Regions from separate parts of the Sparus aurata genome. Here region 2 is linked to region 1. A link is a contact called in public Hi-C data. All regions are on one chromosome and are shown on one strand. Each heading gives the region's core, a stretch centred on a gene start, on an enhancer-like site or on the middle of the called end of the contact. The rest is flanking DNA. Distances are from core to core; before and after follow the strand shown. Region 1 holds the start of LOC115570212 (protein adenylyltransferase SelO-like). Region 2 holds the start of LOC115570115 (coiled-coil domain-containing protein 106-like).

Region 1 (3,373 bases), core at 630-3,129:
TTTCTGATGTCGTCGTATAAACTTTTTAAATCTTTCTGGGCTAACGTGAAGGGGTCCTTGGGTTTGGCATCGCTGTGTATCGTTCTGCAGCAGCATGACTGTAGTGTGGGATCGAGCAACCGGGACCTGTGTCTGCAGAGGAACACAACACAAACCGTCAATTACATTAATCAACTGCCTTATGAGTCAATTTTTGGGGCCAATGCCAATATGATATATGGTGGATACATGTACATATTTCAGTGATCCATCAAGTGTGGTTATAAAAACACAAACATAGGCAACATAGGCAGGATATTTCACACTGCAGCTTTACTGTTTAAATTGACACCAGAGCACCAAAACACGTTTTTCCGCATTATGATGCATTTGACAACAAATACGCTGAGGATGATATATCTGTGATAGTCCAAAGTCCCATGACAATACTGGCTTTTTTATCCATTTAAACTCCTTTACGACTGTTACCACCACAACATCGGGTCCATGGGAAAAATACAACCACAACAATTTAATGCAATTTATGCAAAAAAAATACACAACATTTGATTACAGTGGTTAAAACAACTCACCTGGTGATAGATGAGGTTAAGTTTACAGTATGCAGCTTTTTCTGTGTTGGTAGTGCTGATGGCCGCCACTGAAAATTCAAAGAGGACATGATACAAAAAGGCGTTTTACTCATTTTAGACCAACTAAGCCAGCTAGTTCTGGTTGCTGGGAAAAGATCCTTAAATATAATATCACACCCTTTGTCAAAACTTAATTTACAGGAAGAGCAACTTAACTATCTGCAATAATACAACATGATACCATAAGTGTATGTAAACAATATTAATAAAAACAGTCTGAAGTCTTCATCTGATCATGAAATATTGTACTTTTTGTTGTATGTTGTTTATGAGATCTGGAGTGGCACAGGTGACTCAATGACAAATGAATGAATGTAGGAGGGGGTAAAATAAAGCTAAATGAATGGAGACTGGGCCGGACATTGGTTAGATTTACAGTGTACAGCCGGCTGAGTAAAGGACAGCGCTTAATGTAATATCAGAAGCAGGTTTTGACCTTTATGTCAGCTGAGCAGGCTGAGAACGAGCCAACACCTACTGCAACAAGTCTCCATTCATCAAGGCATTTTCTTATAAAACAGAAGTAACTCTGGCGAAACACAAACGGCAGATACACAACCAGGAACTGTCACATTCACTGAAGTAATAAACACGTTGGAGGAGTACAACCACCATGTACTGTGGCCGGTTGTCTGCTCGGTGGTGTGTATGACCTTCCGGGGTTTGACAGCCCAGGTGCTCTGCTGCAAACTCACCTCGTTCCCCGGCCAGGAGCTCCAGGACGTCCGCCCCAGAGAGGACGCGGACACGGACACGGACCTGACGCTGTATTGCCACAGTGTTTCAAATAAACCCGTGCTCGTAACGTTTGTACTCCACCTCCGGCACTGCCTCCACCACGGACCCGCCATGTTCCCGAGAAGCGTGCATTAGGACGGGTTATATATTTGAACGGAACCGGAAAAAGAGTCAGCGGGCGTCTGTTGATGACGTTTCATAACATGGATCATCGTGAGAGAGTTTAGGAGCTATAAACTACCTTCCAAATTAAATAAGGTGTAAACTACGATAACATATGTTTAACGTTAAACTAAAGTTATAAAATGTTTGTTGTTTGGCGTCAGAAAATATAGTAACCTAGCATATTTGCGACGAGGCTACAAGCTAGCTGGGTAGCTAGCTAACCTCGTAACCATAGCTACCGGTGTTTCACAACAGCTAACGCTAGCAACGCTAACGAAGCTAGAGGGGATATTTTGAGGGTAAACCTGACCTAAAGTGTGTTTACATACCGTTTTATTTCCACGGGAGTGTTGACAACTTAATATAAGAGTGGCTTCGAGTTTTACTTCTTTAACTGTCACTTCAAGTGTTACTAGGTACTTTTTTATGGGATATAAAGCATTTACATGCATGCTAACTGGTCATCTGCTAACATTGGTAGCTTTTTGCCAGTGGTGTAAAGTAACTTAGTAACTAATTAGTGAGGTATGTTTATACATGCATTGAATAAATGTACCTAACAACCTAAAAAATACAGAGGTACCTTCAAATTGTATTTTTGTACAGTTCTTAGTTACATTCCATCATTGTATACAAGTACTAGCCTATACACTTGCACATACTGATGTGTATTTTCATCTACACTACATTTGGGGAGTGAGGTAATCGAGTAGTAGTAGTGGTAGTTAAAAAAATATATACATACTTTTAATTGCAGCACATTTTGACAACAAATAGTAAGTAGTTGCTTTCTAGCTTCAGATTTTGAAAGAAAATCATTCCAAATATAATATGATGCATGTTTTAATAGGTTAAACTTACTAAGTACTAACATTTGAATATTAAGTATATAATAATTAACACTGAAAGGAGACAACTACTGTGTCTGTAGAAATGTGTCGTACGATCCACACAGTAGTCTTCGCTCTAGTAGCAGCAGCCAGCATCTCACCTGTACATGTGCTGGAGTTCTGTCAGAGTACTGACCGTGACTGCCACAGTCATGACAGAACGACATCAGACAGCGTCAAATCCAGGTGGAACATGAACGCTTCAAACCTCATACAGGACCTGGAACAATTCAGAGTGTCCTGCAAGAATCTCCTAGGTAAAACTGGTTCTGGACATTACAGGTTGAGGTGTTTAAACAGATGTCAACATAGTGAAAGGGTCACTATCGTTCTGTCCTCTCTGCAGAAGCATTCCCAGTAGACGAGGTCGATGGCAACTTCGTTCGCACCGTTAAGAACTGCGTATTCTCCAAATCCCTTCCAACTCCACTGAAAGGCCCGTTAAGACTGGCAGCAGTTTCGAAGGTGACGTAAAATCATCAACAGCATCTCATGATGTTTATTTACTAATAACAGAAGAATTCATTTATACTTCGAATTGTCTCTACAGGATGTCATTGAGGGGATCTTAGATGTAGACATGGCTGTAACACAGTCTGAGGAGTTCCTTCATTATGCCAGCGGTGGCAGACTGCTGCCAGGATCTGTACCACTTGCGCACAGATACGGAGGTCATCAGGTAGAGTTGGTTTCCAAACCCATTTAGTTAGATGAAACAATCCAGGTTTCACTCATATGTCCACACTTTGGCTGAGCTGAATAACTTAATTACTTTTCTCTACTGATAAAAGATCAGAAGAGATTTCTGGTATTTGTAAACATAAACAATCTTTCTGACAAATACAGAGTTACCTCAGCAGAAATGTTATCAACTCTATATTAAGCAAAGGAAACTTTGCGTTCTCTGTACCTTTAATTTAAGATGATAACACCTGTGAACATCAGAGA
Region 2 (3,241 bases), core at 292-2,791, 170 kb after region 1:
ACAGTATCATATCTGATTGACACTTGCTAACAAGAGGTTGTCTCTGTTGACATGTTGGTGAAATGGAAACAGAAGATGCTGAGACATCCTGACTTTTAGACTTTAAAGCTTAACAAAAAACAGATAAGGAAGAATGATATCGATACTTTTTTTTTTACTGATGTTGATAATTACTTGCTTAAGTTTAAGAAAGGCTTCCTTCAAAAAGAGAAGAAGAACAAGCGTTGTTGTTGCGCTTGTTCTTCTTTTCTTTTCTTTTTTTCTCAAGCTGACTTTAAACGTGAAAACCACCAGAGTGTGTACATTTATGCGCAATAATTTCCCTGATACCGATATATAGTGAATATCATAAATGATGATATGTGATGATAATTTAATGGTCTCTAACACTGGCTCCTACATCTCTCATATGCAATTCAGCGGCATCTATCATTAAATCGCTTGGTTTCAAACCTCAATGGCGTCTCAAGGCAAAAACCAAGATAAACGACTTCCTTAATGAGAAAAATGGGTGAAGTGCCCCTTTAACTAACCACACAAACTCATAGTGACTTTATAATTTGTTAACGGCGAGTAACAGGAATTCATGCTACATTAATAATGATTCATTAAACCATTATGAGTCATGCATTAGTTATGCATTACTTCAGCCTGTGTTTTGTAACCATAGAAGGTGTTATATGGTTACTGGCTGCAGGGTGTTTCCACAAAAAAGACAAGTGGTGCATTCAGGTGCATGATGACCTGAGTGCAACATGTCAGACATCAGAACAGACTAGAGATGCAGCAGCTTTATCTGCATGTTTTTGTTGCAGGAAGTGGACATGAGTGTTTTCACTCCATGTTTCCATGGAGATGATGATGATGGGCTGTTTAACATGTGCCTGCTGCAGCAGCAGCAAAACACAATTAAGCTAAGAAGTGCTGCAGTGATTAATCTGGCCCCCAACATCTGACACATCCAGTTAACATGCGCATTACTCTCATGGGAATAAACTACCGCAGTCCATAAAGAAACTGGACATTTCTGAGAGCGAGCACATGAAGTAGAAACACTAATAAAGAGCTAAAGTCTGCAGGCCTGTCATCTTTATCACTATTGATTTTATTACACAGGCTATTACAGAAATACAGCTGTGTTTTTAAATCATAACATGCATGTACGGCATGACAGAAGTTATTAACCCCATGAAACAAACAAAGGTGTCACGCTGAGGGCTAAAGGGCCGGACAATTTCTCCCTGCGGTGGTTTTAATTAGCTAGCTCCTACCAAGATGGATGCTAATGACTGTAATTAAGCAGCAAAAAAGGAGAGAAAAGGAGACACAAAGCCGGTGAAACACGCAGGAAAACGTACCTTCAAGAGAGTCCAGCGGGTGAAACAGGTGGCGGAGACGTTCCTGTGTTTGTTTTCCTGCTCGCTGATGTGTCACTTCGTGAGAAATGCCCCGTTTTGATCAGAAACATCAACAGAGACGAGTGAAGAAATGCGAGACTACAGGGGCACGTCTGATGGGGGGCGTGGCTACAGGGCACGTCGCGTCATACGCTGCCTTCAGGGGCTGGAGGGAAAAGTCGTTGATTCATGGGATTTTATATGATCATGGTCCTGAACTACATAAATACATGAAATTAAGCCTAAAGAATAAAAAAGATGCGAAATGTATGACACAGTGTCAAATCGAAGACATGATTAATATATCTGCAAGCATTATCTTAGAAATAGTCTTATCATCAGGAAAAACTTGATTAACAGCTAGGTGATTTAAATGGCCTATAATAAACGGATAACCAATTATCACCACATGTCGACTGCTAATATGAAGATGCATATATTATTATTTCACACTTTGTGGGTTTACGAATTTTTAATTGGCATATTTCCGACAAAACTTAAAGGCAGCATAGGACTGAAGAAAGGGGGCGTGTCGTTTTATAGACAGCTGTGTGATAGACAGATGTTTCCCTCTGACATCCACAGTCTTGGCCACTGGTTGATGGAGTTTAAAAAAATAATTAAACTCCATTTATCTCGTTCCGACGCCTTAATATCGCGTTAATAATGTCAATAACGTCTTCTATTAATTAATCTGAATGTATAGGATAAGGACAAAGCAACATAAAATGGAATTATTCACATTAAATACAAAGATAGTGCTTGGGTAAATGTACTTAGTGACTTTTCATCACTGCTGAACAGTGATTTTAGGATATTATACGTTACACATAGATGGTGTGATGTTTTTGTAATTGGCAAGTTGCTCTCAATGCCTGACATAGACTTCTAAATTCTCAAAGTTAGTCATTTGTTTTGCTTTTGTGTCTGTGTTTTCAGTGCAAATGACTAGAGGGCCATGTCAAGCAGAGCATTAATATACCAATCTCTATCTTATTTATTTATTTTAATGTTTATTTAACAGGGACGATACATACAACATTGCCACAGAAAATGGGAAAATGGGATGCATATAAGACGTCTAGCTTCAGCTAATTTCCAGTCTTTGTCCTTGTCTTTGTTTGGCTTTTGATATAATTCAGGTTACAATGTTTACATAGAAACCTGGTTGTTCATATCATTCTATGCATCACTTTAACACTATACTCAGGTGTCTTAATTTCCCTATAATCTGTACCGCAGGAGAATGTTCAGAAACCCAGATCAGGAGTTTACATGCTAAATGAGGCTGGTTTCTACAGAGTACTAAGCTAATACAAAGAACAGATTACTAGTGTGCATGTAAACAAAAAATGTCCATCATCAGAGTAAATAAACATTGATTGGTTGAATGAAATCAGACACGAGGACGTTACAGGCAACTTTATTTGTTGTTAGACTAAAATTCTTTGGCTATAGAGAGACAAACACAAGTCCAACGACCCGACTAATGTCCTGGTTGATGTTGCAACTATCTCACCTACTGTATCTACTCAGCTCGTTTTACAATAGTGGTCATTTTTAACAAGTATCAGCTGCCGTGTGGGGACACAGATAAGAGACATCAGGTACTGAATGTTTACGGGTTTCTTCTCATATACCCTCTGGCCTACCTAAAACAGTAAACTAAATATTATTTATATATTAAACACTATACTGCGTTAGTCATAACATACAAAAAATGTATAACACGGTGAGGCGTCATTTGGATTTGTCAAGTTCGTTTTCTATTTGTGGTAAAGGATAAAAACGCAAAAAAAACAAACAAAAAAATAGAATAAGCAACCGATAAAATATATATTCTC

The links. A called contact is a pair of places that touch in the nucleus more often than the background predicts.
Region 2: a contact with region 1 is called in a Hi-C map of an unstated tissue, with 2.9 times the contacts expected there. The contact joins the promoter of LOC115570115 here to the promoter of LOC115570212 in region 1.

The regions. Positions count from the first base shown.
Region 1 is chr19:23,449,311-23,452,683 of fSpaAur1.1, forward strand. It overlaps LOC115570212 (protein adenylyltransferase SelO-like), which reads left to right and starts at 1,880. Exons shown (of 19, transcript XM_030398635.1): 1 at 1,880-2,682; 2 at 2,772-2,890; 3 at 2,976-3,104. The coding sequence starts at 2,469. pdss1 (prenyl (decaprenyl) diphosphate synthase, subunit 1) reads right to left here and starts at 1,517. Exons shown (of 11, transcript XM_030398641.1): 1 at 1,328-1,517; 2 at 573-640; 3 at 1-132. The coding sequence starts at 1,483.
Region 2 is chr19:23,616,560-23,619,800 of fSpaAur1.1, forward strand. It overlaps LOC115570115 (coiled-coil domain-containing protein 106-like), which reads right to left and starts at 1,542. Exons shown (of 5, transcript XM_030398412.1): 1 at 1,359-1,542. It overlaps anxa13 (annexin A13), which reads right to left. Exons shown (of 11, transcript XM_030398414.1): 11 at 2,805-3,241.